Linked DNA regions of Macaca mulatta: region 1 is linked to region 2. Evidence: chromatin contacts called from public Hi-C data. All regions are on one chromosome and are shown on one strand. The core of a region is the stretch at or near the end of the contact, and the rest is flanking DNA. Distances in the headings are between cores, read along the strand shown. Region 1 holds the start of PCCB (propionyl-CoA carboxylase subunit beta). Region 2 holds the start of MSL2 (MSL complex subunit 2).

What was found. A called contact is a pair of places that touch in the nucleus more often than the background predicts.
Region 1: a Hi-C map of liver shows a contact between it and region 2, with 4 times the contacts expected there. The contact joins the promoter of PCCB here to the promoter of MSL2 in region 2. A contact is called at or near these places in 4 of 14 Hi-C or Micro-C datasets (CD4 T cells, blood, fetal cortex germinal zone and 1 more).

Annotation. Positions count from the first base shown.
Region 1 is chr2:39,253,324-39,256,023 of T2T-MMU8v2.0, reverse strand. PCCB (propionyl-CoA carboxylase subunit beta) reads right to left here and starts at 1,282. Exons shown (of 15, transcript NM_001265851.1): 1 at 1,077-1,282. The coding sequence starts at 1,259.
Region 2 is chr2:39,200,518-39,203,217 of T2T-MMU8v2.0, reverse strand. It overlaps MSL2 (MSL complex subunit 2), which reads left to right and starts at 1,408. Exons shown (of 2, transcript NM_001266958.1): 1 at 1,408-1,810. The coding sequence starts at 1,669.

The DNA of each region.
Region 1 (2,700 bases), core at 33-2,532, 53 kb before region 2:
GAGAGAGAAAGCACTCCTAGTACCACAAACCATCACTAAATTTACATTTTACTCTCGTGTCAAAAGGAACTGTCACCTACGGGTCCTTGTCAAATGCGAATTTATGACACCTGAATCAATACGAGACAAATATAGAGTTGTTCAAATCCCCTCACTTTAAGACCCCATCCCTCCCCCAGTGCCTCCCTCATGGTTGTGAGTTGTGCTTGAATACTCTTCACCTGTAAGAGTTTCACTTCTGCACCTTCCCGTTGGTTCTTTAATTCGTTCAGCACAACAGTCCAGACACACCCACGAGTCATGGACACACTGGGCAAGCCTGGTTTCTAGTCAGGGGTCACCTCTCCAAAATGGGCCACCTAGCTTATCTCTGAAGGCCAGCTGCGATTCTCGCCTCAAAACCCAGGCGGTGGGTGGCAGAACCTCAGCTGGTCAGTCCAGCCAAACATCGAGAGTAGCCTGCGCACTCCCAGAAAGTCACCTGCTTCCGACACATGCCTTTGCTACCCATCAAGGCGAGGCATGCTAAGGCCCTAAAGAGCTTGACCAGGCATTCTGCGGGCAGACGTTCCACAAGTTCCCTGCACGCGCACATCCCCCACTTCATGTTAGTGGAGTATGCCTAAGTTCAGTTTTCCTGCTTCCACAAAGGAGAAAGAATCTACCATCACTCTTTCATGGGGCACGAGAAGAACAAGCACATCGTTTTTACCGAGTGCCTATCGTTTTGCTATCTATGGTCTAACGATACGCTTGTGAAGGAAGAATTATTAAAATGACGCACAGAGATTTAATACGTTGCCCAAAAGTTTATGTTAAGTGGTGAGCTGGCTGGAGACCAGCCAGATCTGTCTAAATCCCAAGGGTTAAACACTGTGAAGAAGCACACAGGTGCTTCTGCTCGTTATACCCGCCTCCACGAGAAACGCTACAGGTTTTCAAAGTGAACACCCTCGCCCCCGCCCCTCCAAGCACCGTGCGGATTGGCAGGGAGGCCTCGGACGCCACAAGCCGGGCACGCTGTGATAGGTCGTGGACGCCAGGGGCGGGACTCACTAAGGCCCCTCAGGACTCACTCGCTTGTGCTGCGCGTCAATACGGCGTTGGCCTCCTCCCAGCAGCGCGGTCCGGCGCTTGTTCTCGATGCGTTCGTTAACAGAGGTGGCCTGGCTGCAAAGGCCGCGAATCGCGGCGCGGAGACCGCTCGCCAGAACGCTGAGCCTTGCCCCAGCCGCCGCCACCCGTAATGCCGCTGCCATTTTTGCTGCGCCGGCGCGTCCCCTATCGGCGCACCTGAGTACGCATGTGCGTAAAGCGTGGTTAAGGCGCTTGCGCAGCATCGGCTGACTGTAGGGAAACCGGGGGCTGGACTACAGAACCTGCTTGGGAGTAAGGCGTGAGAGTTCGAGACCCGATGCTGCCCGAGGAGGGTCGCGCAGACAGAAAGTACAGGGCCCGCCTGGCTGCACAAGAAAGGGACATAGTCCTTACTCTTCTCTGACCTCCTAGACCCCTAACTTTGTCGTCCCACTTCCTACAGAAAATAAGATTATAGGATTTAACCAACATTTATTAAGCATTGTGCCAGGTGTTGCTTTTTGCACTTCCCATGCACTGGCTTATTATCTGGATTTCACAGATGAGGTAAATGAAGAGATGAGTGATTTGATCAAGAGGCAAGATTGAGGCCGATGTAGGTGAGCCCAGGAGCCCAAGACCAGCCTGAGCAATATAGTGAGACCCCACCTCTACAAAAAAATTAAAAATTAGCTGGGCATGGCAACTTGCACCTGTGACCCCAGCTACTTGGGAGACTAAGGCTGGAGGACTGCTTGAGCCCAGGAGGTCGAGGCTGCAGTGAGCCGTGATTGCATCACTGCACTCCAGCCTGGGCAAAACCCTGTCTCAAAAAAAAAAAAAAAAGCCAAGACTGACAAAAAAGCCAAGACTAACGATGTGGTTGGCTAGGATTTAAACTCAGAGACCTATCATTATATGTGCCAAATAATGAGCACAGGACCCTTAACCTCTAATCAGTAGTTCTCAAAGTATGAATCCCACTAAAGAAAAAATTATTCATGACAATTACTCATGTTTAAGAATGGTAGGGCAAACTTTATTCAGGCCCAATCTGACAGAGGTAGGGACAGAGTTTTGCAGTAAGTCAGAGCGATTGGGCTGAATATAGCAAAGTGGGAATTTATAGCTAAGGGGCAGTGTGTGGAAGTCAGGGAATGGAAAATTACTAAGAGGAAACATCGGCGGGGAATCTGGCTAAATCGACCTAACAGGATTCCTGCCAAAGGCAGGTCAGGGTAACCTAACATCACCTGGGGGATGGTGGCGGTATGGATCAAAACCAGATATGGAGAGTAATCAGATATCAGGAATGGAGGATTCTGGCTAAACTGACTTGGCAAGATTCTTTCTAAAATGGAATTCCACAAGGAAAGACATGGAAGCCCCAAGCTCAAGCCTAGTCAAAGAGACAGCTCAGAAGAGCCTGACCAATGTTTGGACAAGGAGGGAATCTTCTCAATCCAGCAACTTCAGTATCACCTGGGAGTGAGTTGGAACTGCAAGCTCGAATTCTCAGAGTTTACCCCAGACCTTTAAATCAGAAACTCTGGGGCTGGGGCCAGCCATCTGTTTTAGCAGATGACCTTTAGGTGATTCTGATCTACTTGCTACTAAATTCTG
Region 2 (2,700 bases), core at 159-2,658:
CAAGTCGGGCCCCGGCGTTGGCGGGCACAGAAGCAGTGTAATGCGGGAAGCCTGCAGCCCACACCGGGGAAGGATGTGCCAGCTAACGAATGTTTCACCACAGCCCACATGCCTGGGAGAGGGAATTTGAGAGCACGTGGGGGAGGGGCGGCGAGAGCTGTCGGCTCGCAGAGAGCATGCTCCGTTCTGAGAGCCGAAGTGGAGAGCCAGGCATGCGCAGTGAGCCCAGGGTGGGTTGGCAGCGGTGAGGGACTGGCGCGAGCGGGCTGATGTGTTTATCCGGTTTTCTGGGTGGGCGGTCAAAGCGCACGCGTAAGGGCGAAAGGCGGCGGAGCTAGGTAGCGGCTTGCGCATGCGTGGAGTGAGCCGGTAGCTCTGGGAGGCTGTGGAGGGGGTTGTTAGAGGAGAAGCAAGGGAAAAGGGAAGCGAAGGGAGGAAAGGGGGGAGGGGTGAGAGTGTGCTCTGCGCATGCGTGCGAGCGCTAGCGACGACGGCGGCGGGGGAGTCTCGGGGATGACAGTGGCTTTGCCCGTTGGGGTAACGGTCGTCGTCGCCGCCAGCAGAGGCCTGAGGCGCCGCACAGCCCGCGGGATCCATTAAGGCCGCAGCAGCCCGGGCCCTACCGAGCTGGGGTGGCGCGTGGAGTCGGGGTGAGGGCGGCGAGGCCTTGCTGTGTGCGCTGGGCGGCGGCGGCGGGGCCTGGCGGTGTGAGCGCTTGCCTCCCGCGGCCGGGAAGGCGCTGAGGGCGGCGGCGGCCGTCGTGCTCGGTCGAGGAGTCGTCTGTGTGTGCGGCGCCGAAAAGATGGCCGGGCAGTGAGGGGGCGGCGCTTGCGTGTGGTGACCCCGGAGTGTGCGACTGAGGAGCGAGGGGCGCCGCCGCGGCCCGGTCGGGCCTGCTCCCCGCCCCCTCCCGCCCGCCGGCGGCGGCCCGCGCACTTCCTCCCCGGCCCTCCCCTCCGGGTTGAGGACTCTCGCCCGCCTCGCCACCTCGGGGAACTGCGGGCTGCAGCCTACGGGGCGGAGAGCCAGGGCGCAGTCTGGGCCCCGCGTCCGATATGGAGAGTGCGGCGACGGCGTCCGCCAGCCGCAACAGCAACCTTCGTCGCCGCCGCGGTGTCTTGCACTAGATCCGGGAAGCCGCCGCCCGACCGTCGTCCTTGCCTTCGCCGCCGCCTCCGCGCCCTGCACTGGGATGGAGTAAGAGGCTCTGCAGCCCGGGAGAAGCGTGTCGCGCCTCAGACGGGGCCGGGGCCTGCTCCCGCGCCCGCCAGCTCGACCTGAGGAGGCGCCTCCGTGTCCGGAGATGGAGCTCGAGTGCAGGCCGCCCGCCGAGCCGCGGGGCTAGACTGAGCGCCGAGTCCCGCCCCGAGCGCCCAAGCCGCCGCGTTCTGCGCTCTGTGGTCGCTCCGGACGAACTCGAACGCTGGTTTCTCTCTCTCTCTCTTATATTTTTGGAAGTCTCAGGGACGGAGGGGCGCCAAGGCCCCATGTGTGGGAGGATTGCTTCAGCTCCACAAACTTGCACGGATTCTGGTTACTTGTTTGGCCAATGGTTCGGCTCTGATTTCTTCCGAATTGTTGCAAATTCGCCATCGTTCCCTGGCTGCTTACAAAGTTGGATCCGGAATTTCTTTTCAACCGGGAGCCATTGGTGTCGAAGTGTCTGCAATGAACCCCGTGAATGCTACTGCTCTCTACATTTCCGCGAGCCGCCTAGTGCTCAACTACGACCCCGGAGACCCCAAGGCGTTTACTGAGATTAACAGGCTCTTGCCTTACTTCCGACAGTCCCTTTCGTGCTGTGTTTGCGGTGAGATGCTTTTTATTGTTCCCTTTCAATGCTTGTTTTTAAAAAGCCTTCTGGGCAGTGGTAACGTGAGCGGGTCGACGGCCTGGTGGTTGGTATTAAGCTTTTGTTATTTGTGTCGCGCTGTGCGGTCATTAGTTTTGAAACTCGCCGAGGGACTTTTGCCCGGCATTTCAGAAAGGCAGAGAACCCTTTCAGACCGCTTTGTGCAGTGGCGTTAACGTTCAAAATGGTTTAATTCGCCTCGGTTCATCTGGTGGTAGTGGTTTAAGTGGGGGTAACATGCATGCACAATACTTTGCCGCGGGAGCTGATTTCGTACCTACAGCGGTTAAAAGTGGGTAAACATGACGAAGACATGCACATGTGGCGTGTTTGCATTTCCCCAAGCTGGTGTTACGTGGGAGTGGTGGGCTAAGCTGATGAACCCACAGCTGGAGAACCCGGCGCGGAACTTTCCCCCGGGTTCATCCCCAAATGCTTTGACGGTTTGACGGTTAACAGCAAGCCGGGGAAGGCTGGTGGTACTCGAAGTGCTTTTTAACTGGTGGGATTTTTACTTACCACGTTTTCATTTTGTGGTTTAACATACTTTGGCTTCGTCGAGGGTTATTTTAGATGTGTTTGTTCAAAAAATATTAACTCGTGGTAGGTAGGATACTTTTTAATTATTTTTAAGATAGAAGACATATGCTAAATTGTCTAAGGAAAATATCTCAAAAGTGATAATTTGAGTGTTAACTGTGCAGGTATAATAATTACTTGCTTTTCGAAAAACCTGGACTGAGACGTTAATACAAAGGAAAGGGCAACTGGCAAAGCAGTAAAGTAAAGCTCTACTTAATAGTCTATCCGAAGTTTTGAAGTTTTGGTGATCCACTTGTTTAGTTAGA